Regions from separate parts of the Danio rerio genome. Here region 2 is linked to region 1. The links are chromatin contacts, called in public HiChIP or PLAC-seq maps. All regions are on one chromosome and are shown on one strand. Each heading gives the region's core, a stretch centred on a gene start, on an enhancer-like site or on the middle of the called end of the contact. The rest is flanking DNA. Distances are from core to core; before and after follow the strand shown.

Region 1 (7,833 bases), core at 3,479-5,978:
GAGGCTCAAACACAACTGTTTCCTCCTACTCATGTAAATCTTATGAAAGTAAAATCCCAGAGAAAAACAGGCCAATCAAAACAGACTGTTAAATTGAACATGTGAGCATTAATAAGCATGCCCCAGGCTGTTTGATTGGCCACAATGTTTTCTAGTGAGATTACAACAATGATCATTGTCCCCTTTATTAGTAAGTATATCTTTACTTATTCTAAAAGTAAAATACCATTTATGCGGGACTCTTATTTTAAAAGCGGGAGGGCAGGGAGACACGCCCACTATGCCGCATCTTTAAGCTGCAGTTACACTATAGTTTATAGTTAGCATTCGCGTGCGTATGAATGGAAGTCTATGGGAGGAAAAGCCCAGTGTGACCGCAGCTTTACATGGTTTTTTTTTTTTTGTATACTTACAGAAGCCAATGTTTCGAAGAGTAAAAGAAGTGGCATGGTGGGTGCTATTTATTTACTTGTGTAAATGTGTGTAAATTTATATTTATTCAGTTTTAAATTAATTTCAGTAATATTATTGACTAATATGAAAATGTTCATGTGATTTATGTACAACGACTTGCTTTGTATATCAAAAAAAGTTAATCAAATTGGATTTGCATTGTAAATATTAAATAAAAATTAAAAAGGTATTATTTTTTATTTCATACATAAAGTTTTTTGTTATGATACTCCCAAAATCATTCCACATAAATCCACAGATTATTTTACAAAATTACAAGAAATAGTAAAAAGTGTCCACAGATTCTGTCTGGGCCTCGATGGGATTTAAGAAGCAGGTCTTAGCCAACCATCTGGTCTTAACGCAAAATGCAGGATATACAGATTTTAAAATTGTTCAGCACCAGCCAAAAAAACAGGTATAAGGCCTGTTTAACTCAATCTTTTGTTAATGTAAAGATTCTTGGCACACAAAAAAAAACACATTTAAGCTGCAAAGTAAAAATATTCAATGCACATTTATGTATCATGTCATCACTTAGCACTACCTGTAAAAGTGAAACATATTTAATAAAAATCCTCTGTTCATGCAAAGGTTGATATTAATTTCTGGCTACGTTAAAGCTTTGAAATACTGTACAACTCTAAATACATCTCTGTTGGTGTCTTTTGTTGAGTATATTTATAATTTAGCCTATCTACAACACAACTGGCTTTAGGATATCTCACTCCTTCTAGCTGAAATAAACCTCTCGACCACCTTTTTTGATTTAATGCATCTACTTAGGTTAGCTGCAGGGAATTAGAACAAAGCTCATGAAGATTCATGAAAACCTCATTCTAGGAGTAATTTCTGGAGCTATAAATGAGCATATAAAACTGTTTCTGAAGGATTTTTGAACTTGTCTACTACCTAGATATCAGAGAACAATTGATTTTTTTTTTAACAATGCACTCTTTGGCACCTTTAAATAAATCTTTGACTATCTGTAATGTTGTGAATATAGATTTTTGAAGATGTTTTATTTATTTAAACTGTTGTCAATTAATTAAATAGGTTAGAAAGTACAATTATATTCATTCAACTTCAAAAATTCACATTCATTCTAAGAGTATTACCACAATAAATGACTATGTTGGTGATGTTTATGTACAACTTAAATATATATATATATATATATATATATATATATATATATATATATATATATATATATATATATATATATATATATATATATAAATCCCCCTAGAGAGAGACCCCATAATGGACCCTTAGTATGTGGTTAAAAACCCCCAAAAGCTATTAATAAAACATTCATGATTTTGTAAATGCTTTTCCTGATAATGATTAATAAGCCATTACTTGAGATATATTTATTTATTTATTTACTTAAGTTATTATATTTAAGTTATTATTAGTAGTATACATAGTTATTAGTAGTTAAATCATTATTAGTTTTGTTTTATTAACCCTAACAGAGTAAATAAATGTATTATACAGTATATACCATCCATTAAATTTTAAGAAGGCAGTCCACTGGAAAACTCATATTTGTAAGTTTTAAGAATTAAGTGGAGAAAAGAGTTTTTCAACCATAAAAACAAAAAAATATACAGTATATAGCTTTTAGTTTTTATGTATGTTTCTATGATTTACATCTAACTTTTCATGAAGCGTAATTACATATATTTATGTAATTTTAAACGTTTACCAATCTATGGACACCAACATGGGACACACACATTTTGGACACACATCATTTTAAATGTACACACATATAAAGGATAGTAAAAAGTGTAAAAAAAAAAAAAAAAAAAATATATATATATATATATATATATATATATATATATATATATATATATATATATATATATATATATATATATATATATAGATATATAGATATATAGATATAGATATATATTAATTCCAAAAATTTTACCGATCTCAAACTTAATCAATACAGTATTTCCTCAGTATTTTCACTGCATTTAAACTAAATAGATAAAAATAGAAAGGTACGCACACCTCACCCCACATCGATTTACTACAAATATATACTGCGGTTGTCCAGTCTGTGTGAAATGAGACAGGAAGTACATATGTGAAAGGGTGAAGAGGAAGCTTCCTGTCGCCTCCTTTGATACACACACACCTCATTGACAGAACAGCGCCTGGTGCCGTGTGTGCAGCAAACAATCTGTGCATGTGCATTAGAAGGCGAGTGTGACAAATAAGTCTGCAACAGGAAAGCAATGCAGACCTCACACTCCGCCTACATGCCACACACACACACACACACACACACACACACACACACACACACACACACACACACACACACACACACACACACACACACACACACACACACACACACACACACACACACACACACACACACACACACACACACACACACACACACACACACACACACACACACACACACACACACACACACACACACACACACACACACAGCCTGTCCGTCTAAGGAAATCAACAAGTTGCACAGACTTGCTAAATCAGAAAATGAACTTAAAGTATTCTTAATTATGATGCATAATCTAATTTATAATTAACCTAGTTAACCTGGTTAAACCTTTAAAAGTCACTTTAAGCTGTCACTTTATTACTGTCTTCATGGCAAAGATAAAATTAATCAGTTATTAGAAATTAGTTATTAAAACTTTTATGTTTAGAAATGTGTTGAAAAAATCTTCTCTCCGGTAAACTGGGGGAAAAATAAAAAGGGGGGCTCATAATTCTGACTTCAACTGTATATGCACAAAATAGCTTCCTAATAAAAATATAAGCTTAAAAGATTTGTGAGGGGTGTACTTAAATATGCTGAGCACTGTTTGACTGCAGAGTCTGTTCCCTCAAAAATCCACCAAAACTCATCATCACTTACATATATATCATGAAGTCAGAATTATTAGCCCCTTTTGATCCCCAAATGATGTTTAACAGAGCAATGAAATGTTCACAGTATGTCTGATAGGAGAAAGTCTTATTTGTTTTATTTCAGCTAGAATAAATGCAGTTATTAATTTTTTAAAAACATTTTTGGGACAAAATTATTAGCCCCTTTAAGCAATTTTTTTTTCTATAATCTACAGAACAAACCATCATTATACAATAACTTGACTAATTACCCTAACCTGCCTAGTTCACCTTATTAACCTTATTAAGCATTTAAATGTCACTTTAAGCAGTGTCTTGAAAAATATTAAGTAAAATATTATTTACTGTCATCATGGCAAAGATAAAATAAATCTGTTATTAGAAATGAGTTTTTAAAACTATTAAGCTTAGAAATGTGCTGAAACAATCTTCCCTCTATTAAACAGAAATTGGGGAAAAAATAAACAGGGGCGCTAATAATTCAGGGGGGCTAATAATTCTGACTTCAACTGTATATATATATATATATATATATATATATATATATATATATATATATATATATATATATATATATATATATATATATATATATATATATATGTATCACATATATGTATCACATATATGTATGTATGTATGTATATATATAGGATTTGTGTAAAAATATTTTTATGCCTATTAGTAAAGCTATTATATAAGACATTTTATAGCCTTTTTTAACATGAAAAAATGGATCCAATTGTATTTGCAGTGAAAACCTTAAATAAATTTTTTTTATTTTTTTAAACATGATACATTTTCAACTGCCATGCACACATAATCAATCTGCATGAATCTGCTCACATTTTTACAACAGAAAAAATAATAATAATAAAAAATAAAATAAATCCATTCAGATACAGTTTGCACATATTGGTGCCTAAAAAGATCCTTCCCCAGTGACAGCTTTTGCAGGTTTTTTTCTCAGAATGTATAAGATGGATAATTTAACCACTTCATGATACAAACACGAATATTACACCACTCAACTGAAACGATGTGAGTCTTTGAGGTTTACAATACTGTTGGACTCCAGACGGACCATGTGACGCTCTATTTTGACCAAGCATCATTTACAGCACACACTGGCCTGCTTTGAAAGGACGAGAGCATGGTGTGTGTGTGTGTGTGTGTGTGTGTGTGTGTGTGTGTGTGTGTGTGTGTGTGTGTGTGATTTAGGGCCCTGACACCTCCCCCTGGTCTGATGGTCAATACCCTTTGAGAGCCGCGGAGGGTCTGGACAGGGGGGTAAATGGAGGGGGGTGTTAGACCTGCAGCTGCTGCATGGCCAAGGGGAAGGAGGCAGGCCACTAATAGCCCCACTGGCTTGTTCCCCAGACTGTTCTGAATGGCCTGTGAGCCACAGCTGGACACTAAACCCACACCAGCTTTACGGTCATCCGTGAGCCTGACTGAGCGAAGGGGGAAGGGGGCTATGCTACAAAAGAGCGCCTACAATATTCATGGTAAACCAAGCCTTGCAGTGCCCATAAAATGGCTCAAATACGACACAGCATCATTGGACTGTGTTTCCCAGCATCGTTTTGGCAGCATGCTGGGTTTATGCTTATCTCTTTTATGCTGTGCGGCATATTTCATGTATAATTCATATGTGCAATGTTATTTAATGGTGTGTTTCTTTGATAAAAATATTTTTATACTTTAAGTAAACAGAAATGTATTTTTATCATTTATAGAATGAGAGAGAAATGGATAAAAAAATGAGAAATGGATAAAATATTCATTTTCAAAATTGGCAAGATTGTACTCAATTATGCTTGGTTTAGGATCAGTAAGATAAATTTATGGGGGGTTTTTTGTAAAGAAATGCAACAAAATAATACCTTCATTCTATAATATTATAAATAGAAGTAAAATATTTATTATGTTTCGTTCTAATTATCAGCGAATCCTTAAAATAACTTACAGAAATGTTTGAGCAGCAAATTAGCTTATTACAATGATTTCTAAAGAATTATGTGACACTAAAGACTTTAGTAAAGCTCAGATAAAAACTCAGCTTTGACATCCAAAAAACAAACTGTATTTTAAAATATTATTTAAAAAATAACTTCATTAGGCTATTATCAAATATGATATTTTGCAGAATTGGTGTAAGATTTAAAATCTTACAATTTTAAATCTTTTGCACACACTGAAAAACAATTCGTAACTTAATATATTGTTTTTAAGGTATGTGGTTGTAAACAATTTAAATAGACTGAATTTAAACTTTAAATTTAAAATTTAGTAATGTTCAACTTAATTTGTTTGTTTAAATTGAGCTTATATAAATTGTTTGCATCAACGCAGTGGTACAGTAAGTAGTGCTGTCGCCTCACAGCAAGAAGGTTGCTGGTTCGAGTCTTGGCTCAGTTGGCGTTTCTGTGTGGAGTTTGCATGTTCTCCTTGCGTTCGCGTGGGTTTCCTCCGGGTGCTCTGGTTTTCCCCACAGTCCAAAGACATGCGGTACAGGTGAATTGAGTAGGCTAAATTGTTCGTAGTGTAAGAGTGTGTGGATGTTTCACAGAGATGGGTTGCACCTGGAAGGGCATCCGCTGTGTAAAAACCTGCTGGATAAGTTGGCGGTTTATTCCGCTGTGGCAATCCCGGACTAATAAAGGGACTAAGCCAACAAGAAAATGAATGAATGAATGAATCAATGAATGAATGAATGAATGAATGAATGAATGAATTGTTTGCGACAATCTGCCATGAACCATTTTTTTTTTTAGTGCAGGAAACACAACACGTCAAAAGTTTGGGATCAGTATATGATTTTAAAATGTTGTAATTCTCCAGCTTATCAAGGCAGCATGTATTTAATCAAACATACAGTACAACTTGTGAAATGTTATTGCACTGTTCAAGAGTAGTTTATAATTTAATTTGATAATTTATTCAAATGATTTTAAGATACATTTTCAGCTTCATTACTTCAGTCTTCAGTCACATGATCCTTTAGAAATCACTCTAATATTAATCATTATTATTATTATTATTATTATTATTATTGTTGTTGTTGTTATTATTATTGGTAATAGTGATAAAAGTAATAATGACTGGAATGACAATTTCATTTGAAACAACAAAAAGAAAGCTGTTCTTTGAACATTTTAATAAATATTTAAAAAAAAAATGTATGTTTATGGACAGAATCATTTTCTTTAAAATATAAAAACATAAAAAAAATAACTTTTGACCGGTAGTGTGTTTGTGTATACATATAACCCTTCATTTATATATGAATAATAAATACATGCATATATATATATATATATATATATATATATATATATATATATATATATATATATATATATATATATATATATATATATATATATATAAATAAAGCAAAACAACAATTGTGACTTCCTAAAGGCAAATGTTCTTATAAAGGCCACCATACTTATTCTAGCCACTAGATGTCAGACTTGCTCTTAAAAACGCAGTCACCCCTGGATCCCATTCAGACCATATTCTGTCATTTTCTGACAGCCTGCTGACTTTTACCAGAATGAGATAATTTCCCCATTGGCATGCTTTATACATCCATTACAAATTATAGATTTTTAGCCACTGGTGAAATTGGGATGTCATCTCTATTTCTCCTGAAGATACTTTAATTTACCACTGTCTGCACGTTCTCTAGTAAAATGAATATAAATAAATTGGGTAGAATTATGGAAAGCTGCATTCAGCAGTTCTTTCTGTCAGCTTCTTTTCTGTGTAATCACTTCTGGAGATCTTAATGCGTCGCAATAATAAATGACATTATACAGTCATTGCTAGGCCATTTTCTCAGTATTTTTGTTTTTTGAAACTTCAGACTTTCAAACAGTTTTTAAATAGAGTCAAATGTCTAATCCTGGTAAACAATACATTTGCGGAAAGCTTATCAGGGATTCTGCAGGTTTCACCAAATTAAATTTAAGACTTTAAGAGAATTTAAGGCCATTACGAATGAAATTTTAGAAATGTTATTTTTTTCAAATATCCTAGTTATAAAAGATTTTCACTTTCCCCATCAAAAATGATTAAAATTGTATATATTTATTCAGTTATTCATTCATTTTCTTTTTAGACTAGTCCTTTTATCAATCCAGGGTCGCCACAGCGGAATGAACAGCCAACTTATCCAGCACGTTTTTTACGCAGCAGATGCCCTTCCAGCAGCAACACATCTATGGGAAACATCCACACACATTCATACACACTCATACAATATACAGACAATTTAGCCTACCCAATTCACCTGTACCGCATGTCTTTGGACTGTGGGGGAAACCGAAGGAAACCCACGCGAACGTAGGGTTTCACAAAGAAACGCCAACCGACCCAAGTGAGGCTCAAACCAGCGAACCTTCTTGCTGTAAGGTGACAGCACTACCCACTGCTCAACTGCACTACCAATTTTAT
Region 2 (7,833 bases), core at 3,046-5,545, 80 kb before region 1:
GGTAAACAACAGAGGCTGTCAGCCGGTGTCAGGTTTGGGCTTTTCAAAGCAAAAGACAGAGAATGACAGATGACTGCTCTGAGTTTGGCCGACACTTTGCTGATAATAGTGATCTGAGCACTGATATGGAGAGGCAGAGTGCGATGGGTGAGCGTGATATAACAGGTAAAACATACAAAACCCACAGTTTTGACAAACACACTGCTGGGAAAGACTGCGAGGAGCTTTCACTGAGATCCCCTGACTCAATCCACTCTTCGATTCATCTGTGGCGAAATTTGATGTGTGTTGATCCACAATGAAGTAGATTGAAATCAAAAAGCTGAATTTAAGACTTGTTCAAACGCATAAAAAAGAGATTAAGTAAATAAAAGGAGTAAACTAACAGAGGGAATGTAAGAAAAAGTGTGAGTCAGTAAAGTACAAATAATTGTTATTTTAAATATTAAAGATTTTTTACTGTAATAAATTGTCATTAAATTGGATGCAGGTGGTCAGCAAAACTTGTTGACCAACTTAAAATAATAATAAATGTCAAATAAACTTTGAAAAAGGAAAATTTAGTTAAAATTATAGACAAAAACAATTAGAGAGAATCCTCTGGTGAAGAAAAATGTCTGGTTTTGTTTGTGCCAATATTAGAGTGAGTCAAAATTAACAGGTTATTATTTGTTCAATAAATGTGGTGAAAATTGCTTTATTCCTGTGTTAAGGAATTTTATGTAAATTAAAATGTTGGTTTACAAAATGTGAATAAAAATAAGTGCAAATTAAGCTTTCTTTGCAAATATTCGCTATTCTTTAGTACGTTGGATTAAAATCTGAAATAATAATAATATATATATATATATATATTACTTGAATCGAGCGTTCATTTTATTTGTAAATTTGAATGGTGGGAATGATGTTAAATCTATGATTTATTTAGTGGCAATAAATTGAGTGAGCCTGTAACTAATAATATAATTTTAAAAATATAATTTTTCTCCTCTGTCCAACAGGTTAAAATCTCAGGACTATAATTATTTAAAAAACTAAGAGAAAGTAAAATCTGCTTATTGTCAGCCACAAAATGCACAGACGAAAAGGATCATATTTACTGTCAGCCGTTCGGATTCCTTTCTGACCTTTTCAAAAACTGCTTGATGAATTAAAGCGCTACAGAACACTTTGATTAAATTGAACTCAAACTAATCTGTTCGGGGTTCAGGGGGTTGACAAGCCACAAAAAAACAACATGTCTGACACGGCCGGCACGAGCGTACCTGTAACCTGAGCTGAGGGATGGTGGCGTGCCAAAACTCGGCAAAACTCACGCTGAGATAGAATCCAGTTAGACCGGATCCCCACCCCACACATCAGCTCTCCTCACCCCTCAAGCGCTGGCCAGGCCTGCACACAGCGGGGCTCCTCCATCTGGACACGTTTCTACACTGACAGGAGCCATGGCTGCATTAAAGGACGTATTCACATATACGGGGCACTCAGGACTGTCACTGCTGGAGATGGAGTGCAGACTGGAGGACTGGATTATGCAGAAGAGAGAGAGAGAAAAAAGAGAGAGAAGGGGGGGTTTGTGATTTCACTTGAACACTAAAGTCTCATTCTATGGCCCATCTGTCAGCCATTATGGACCCCAACCACTCGCTGAATAACTGAGCTCCTCCTACACATGGAATGTACAGAGGGGATAGTTTTTGTTCAAAGTGAAGAAAAATAAAACAGGCAGAATAGATTGCAACAGATATATTCTGAATCCATAAATCAAAATAAATGTTTTATATATTTCACTTACAGGTTAAGCTGCAGATTAATTTGGCTCCATTTGAGGTGTAAGAGCCTTCATGAACAAAAAATACTATATACATACTATAGTGTTTTTGTACAATATCATACTGTATATGCCAGGGGTGCCCAAACTTGGTCCTGGAGGGCCAGTGTCCTGCAGAGTTTAGCTCCGATTTGCCTCAACACACCTGCCTAGAAGTTTCTCGTAAAGAGCTTAATCAGCTGGTTCAGGTGTGTTTAATTGGGATTGAAGCTAAAATCTGCAGGTCACCCTCGGACCGAGTCACCCCCAGAATATACTACAGTATTTACAACACATTTTAAACTAATTGTGCAGCATACAGTAATATTACTATTCTATATTGAACTTGTAAACTGTAAAACAAACTATAGTAAAGTTTAGTAGGCTAAATTTAACATAGTTGTAGGGAACTTGAGTTATTTGTTTGTATTACCAAAGTTGTATTACCACTGCAGCTATAGAAATTTCAACTATGCTAATATAAACAAATAACCCATAACTGTGCTAGGTTCTCTACAACTATGTTATTATAAAACCGATTACTGTGCTAAAAAAAAAAAAAAAGCTGAAAAAAAAAAAACTGTTTAAACCAGCCAAGGCTGGTTGGCTGGTTTTAGCTGGTCAACCAGCCTGGTTTAGGAGGGATTTTGACCATTTCCAGCCTGGTTTCAGCTGTTCAGGCTAAGAGATGACCAGCTAAAACTAGCCTGACCAGCCTAGCCAGGCTGGGTGCCCAGCAAAAACCAGCTTAAACCAGGCTGGTCAAGTTGGTTTTAGCTGACCATTTTCCAGCCTGATCAGCTAAAACCAGGTTGGAAATGGCTGAAAACCAGCCTGGAAATGGCCAAAAAAATAAAATAAAAACCTAAAACCAGGCTTGTCAACCAGCTAAAACCAGTTTAGGCTAGTTTATGATGTTTTTTTTTTTTGCAGAGAATACAAACAAATAACCCATTACTGTGCTAAGTTCTCTACAACTATATAATATATAACCCATTACTGTGCTAAGTCCACTACAACTATGAGCAGAATAAATATCTGGTAATTAAATAAGCAAGTAAATAAAATGCTTTAACTTTGCTCAACCTCGTAAACACTTGAGAAACTGTCACACAATGTCGAATACGTTATAAAGTTAATAAAGATGTTATGAACTAAATTTAGGAAATACTAAACGTTGCGTTAACAAACGACATAAAAATGTTACAAGTTATCTCGTAAAAATAAAACATTTTATGAGGAACAAAACAAACGCTGAAAATGAAAAAAAGAGATTTATGGGTGGATAATAGCGACCTCTTGTGGACTCACTACAAAGTAGCAGAAGTTTGACAAAAAATAATATTAAAAGTTCAAATTTCATATCTTCTATCAAGTCATTTTGGTAAAACAAGTGCTACATATATTAAGGGAAAGAATGCTCTTCCCTGGCTTTAAAATATAAGAAGAAACTTTTGTTGTGGTATAAAGATTTTTTTATTATAGCTTGAATACAATTGGGTGAACCACTGAACCAATCCGATTCAAGCTTCTTTTTGATAGGATGGCGGACGACTGTCAATCACTTCGAGAATAGGAGGAGCTTAGATTGAAACAGAAATGAATGGTCAGTTTCTCTAAAGCCTCCTAAAGTAAAGAGCTCCGTGTTTTCACCGTAAACACGCTCAAATACCAATACTGACACTTTTCAGAAGCAGTCCTTGATGCAAATCACCAAAAAAAATATTGTATTATTAAAGTATTATTAATAATTTTCAGCACTGATCTATAATGACCAATGATTTACAGTTAGTGACGTAAATGCGTGCTATTTTATTGAAACTGAAAATAGATATTAGACAAATTATTGTTTTTATATAAGTGAACAAAATGTTTAATATAGAAATAAAGAGAAATCAATTTATAATTATTATTATTATTTATTACTATTTATGAGATAGAGGATTTTATACAAATGAGGACAGAATTTTGTGATATCTGTTGGATTATACAATCTGTTTGTAAATAAAAATAATAATTAAATGTAATTAAACATCTGAATCACATAACTCGAGCTTCTGGGTGGTTTATAGACAATGAGTGGCGCATGCTCCCTCCAGTGTCCTTCCGCAATATTACATGTGTGACGTTACCACAACATGTAGCTTTTGTATTTGTATCAACATCTTAACCAGACCGAGAAGCTATACGTTTTTGTTTTAGTAATACAAACTAATTTCCATTTCAACTTACAAAAAAGCGACATTGACGGCAACTATACGGTCAATATGTGGAAAAATACACATAAATTATAAGCTGCCGAGGCTAACTGTCCAACAGCGTTTTGTAATAAAAAAATCGAAGGTCAGATTTAACCCACCCTTAAAAACGTCTAACTATAGCGTTCCGAGAGATTCAGCCAGTTCTCACTCCCGGGATGCGCCTTTAAGGATTCCTCCCCCGGCTTTCCTGAACTGACCTCTTCCCTTTGAAACCACTTCCTCCCCTTCTCCCAATCGGCCATGTTTAATTTGACTCATTCATGAAAAGTTATGTAAACACAACAGTAACGCAATGATCGCGAAGGCGACATAGTTAACGATGCTAGATTAAGTGATCTGCGTTGTGATCTTCCGTCTAAATGAACCGCGTTGTTTGTACAGAGCGATCATTTGTTCGAGCATTAATCAACAGCTGAGGAAATAAACGAATAGCGCGTGAACTGCGGGCAACGGCAGGTGGGCGCGCGCACTTACCAAATCCATATCAGTGGCGCATAAACAATAACATTGATTACAAGCGTCATTCATGATATTACTTTGCTTGGTCTGTGATTGGGAAAGTTTAGGTTGTAGGAAATGATACGTCATACATATAAGCGGTGACTTCACTGCTCTAGCAGCTACGTATTGTTGGCAGTGTTTATGAGAGGAATTCCTGGTATTTTTCACGTCATGTGCTTGATACATAGTGTAAACGAGGAATGTGGTTTACTGGTCAGCAACGAGGAATATGGTTTTACAATTTTACCTGCTAAAGTGATAAAATTTTTGCTCTAGAGTTTCACAGTATATTGACATTTTTACTGCATTATCAAACATTAATCTTTGTTGCTGAGCAGTTTTTGTAGTAAATTAAAATGTTTTTTTACTTAGAATATCAGAAATTAAACTCTTGTCATGGACCAGTTTTACTAGTATTGTAGAATTTGTTTACATAATATAAAAATTAAAATCTACATTTTTAACCTTACTCTTTTGGTGATGCTTCATTTTTTTAAATATTTCAACCTTTGCAAATATTAGGTATTGTGTTGTTGCAGGAAACCATGAGGAAAAAACAGAATGTAAAAAACAGGAAAGCAGAAGAGACGACAGTTGTTCAGGAGTTTGCAGTGGAAAAAATAATTCGCAGAAGAGTCAACAACGGAAAGGTTGAATATTATCTGAAGTGGAAAGGATTTACAGAGTGAGTTTATGGAACAGTGCTGTCTGTGTGTCAGGTTTTTAAATTATTTATATTATAAATATCTGCCTGTTTATGACAGATCTGTCATACTTTTTTGTTGTTTTTTTCCAGTGCAGAGAATACCTGGGAGCCAGAGGATAACCTGGATTGTCCTGAGCTGATAGAAGAGTATCTCAGAAACCTAACTGTATTGGGACAGGAAACGGAACAAGAGGAGTGTCAATCTCTAGATCACGAAGTTCAGCCTAAGGAAGAGTTATCAGAGTTGGCTGCTGATATGGTTGGTGCTTTTGTATACTATGCAGTTCTACATGTGAAGCCATCACTGTCGCTTTCAGTCTTTATTAAGGCACAGGTGCAGCAGTGTTTCACAATTAAATGAATTGCACTAGTTAAAATATGCTAAAAAAGTGTGGCTATGGTTTAATGTGACTAATCCTCTTGGAACACCATTGCTGCATCTGAAGTTGCATACTTGCTAGAGTGGGTACTTTTAGTACATTACATTTGTACTGACAATTCAGATTTTTACTAGAACATTCGTTCAAGTCAGATGAACCACAGCATTGCTGATTTCAGAACCCAATAGTCCATCAACACAGGTGGAACATTCATGTTTCATCATTTATTAGCATTTTTGTTTGTCTGTCTCAAAATATTACTGAATACCAACTACGCAAAGCTCAGACTTGCGTCCTTGATAGTTCAGGCTACGAATATGAACTCTTAAGGATGGTAGGACCCCAGTCTATTATGCATTTGCACACGTAATGCTAAAACTGTAGCTTTCAGCCCTTTAAGTATTAATGCACAGGTGGTGCAGCAGTGTTTCACAATTAAATCATTTGTACTAGTTAAAGTCTGCTAAGTGTTGTGGCTTACCATGAATAACTGTTGGTTTAATGTGACCAAACGATGGCAGCATCTGAAGTTGCATACTTGCTTGAGTAGGTACTTGTAGTACTAGGTACATTTGTACTGAAAATTCAGATTTCAAAAACCCAATATGTCGTGTTACATTATTTATTAGCATTTTTGTTTGTCTGTGTCTCAAAACATTACTGCATGCCAACACCGTAGAGCACAGACTTGCATCCTTGGTAGTCAAGATTACAAACTCTTGAGGACCATAGAACCCAAGTCTGGCAGTTCTTCAAATGGAACAGCAGTGTACTTTATAATACCACTGGCCTTAACTGTTAAGCCGTAACACTGCTCTTAGTAAGGTTTGAGAACACTGCCTGAAAGTCACATCTTAGAAAAATTTTAATAGGCACTATCTTTATAAATAAACCAGATTTAAAATTAAACTGCAATCCTACTTGGAAAAATCTTACAACTACATTTTGTGACCAAGTAAAGGTAGTATTTTTTTCTCTTTTCTGCCATTGATGTTAGTTGGTTGGATCAACATGTATCCTAGGGTACCTCCTGCCCATAATAAGTTAAGAAGTAATTTCCTCATGTATTCCTGATAAAATCGGGCGGAGCCAGCACACAGGGATTTGAACTGTAATTGGCTAGATGTGAACTCCTGATTGGGCAATAACTAATGATGTTTCACCAGTACAAACACATATTGAGAAACGGGTTTAATGAACTCTGTCTTTAGAATTGATTCTGCTTTTTAACAGTATTTAAATGTTTGTGTTGAATGGTTTTGCTAAAAATTACACCAGCCCATCTTAATTTACCTATGTGTGGACTGGAACACTGGATAAACTCCTAGATTCAACATCTAATCCAACTTCAGCAGTAAATGGAATTATTCATGCATTAATTTTCTTTTCGGCTTAGTCTCTTTATTTATCAGGGGTCGCCATGAACCGCCAAATTATCCAGCATATGTTTTAAGCATTGGAGGTCCTTCCAGCTGGGAAACCCCCATACACTCATTCCTACACACTATGAACAATTTAGCCTTCCTAATTCACCTATATAGCATGTCTTCAGACTGTGGGGGAAACCAGAGCACCAAGAGAAACAGGGAGAACAAGCAAACTCCACACAGACCCAGCCGGGGTTACCCACTGCACCACCTCTAAATGGATTTATAATAACGATTATTTAGACTAATTTAGTATGGCCAAAAATGTATGTCCTAAATAGTATGAATGTATGTAGTATGGATGCCCTTGGAGCACAATTGCCATATTGACCTTCAAGCATGCTAATTCATGCTTGCATCTTGCTATTATCAACCACAGACACAGGGATTAACTTTTTAAGCTTTTTACTGGCTTGCTTCAGTCTTTAAAGTGGATACATTGTTGACTGCAGAGATCTTAAATATTTTTTTAGCCAACTTTACAGACTTGATAGTTTTTTAAACTAAATAAACTACCTTCAACAGGCTTTCTCAGGCCACCATAATGTTTGTCCTGAAACTTTAACATCTAGTTTAGACTTATTTAGTATGGCCAAAAATGCATGTCCTAAATAGTATGAATGCATGTAGTATGAATGCCCTTGGGGCGCAATTGCCACGTTGACCTTCAAGCACAAGCTGTGCCACTTTACTGCCATTCACATATGCTGTTCTGTGGTGTAAACACAGTTACAGAATTACTTAAAAG

What was found. HiChIP or PLAC-seq counts read pairs in DNA pulled down with a chosen protein or histone mark.
Region 2: a contact with region 1 is called in an H3K4me3 HiChIP or PLAC-seq map of embryo, with 2.7 times the contacts expected there. The contact joins the promoter of cbx3b here to the enhancer-like site in region 1. A contact is called at or near these places in 8 of 18 Hi-C or Micro-C datasets (caudal fin, embryo, fibroblasts and 2 more) and 2 of 4 datasets of contacts at active chromatin or transcription factors (caudal fin and embryo).

Annotation. Positions count from the first base shown.
Region 1 is chr16:22,316,661-22,324,493 of GRCz12tu, reverse strand. All of the region lies in intron 11 of skap2 (src kinase associated phosphoprotein 2), which reads right to left. Among named protein-coding and RNA genes, the nearest start is that of skap2, 35 kb to the right of the region's middle. Within about 2 kb of position 4,728, at least 28 of the 62 cell types and tissues checked have an H3K27ac peak or open chromatin away from gene starts, as enhancers often do.
Region 2 is chr16:22,395,903-22,403,735 of GRCz12tu, reverse strand. It overlaps cbx3b (chromobox homolog 3b), which reads left to right and starts at 4,295. Exons shown (of 5, transcript NM_001386347.1): 1 at 4,295-4,527; 2 at 5,112-5,257; 3 at 5,369-5,537. The coding sequence starts at 5,118. The region is part of intron 1 of LOC137487900 (a long non-coding RNA gene); the gene reads right to left.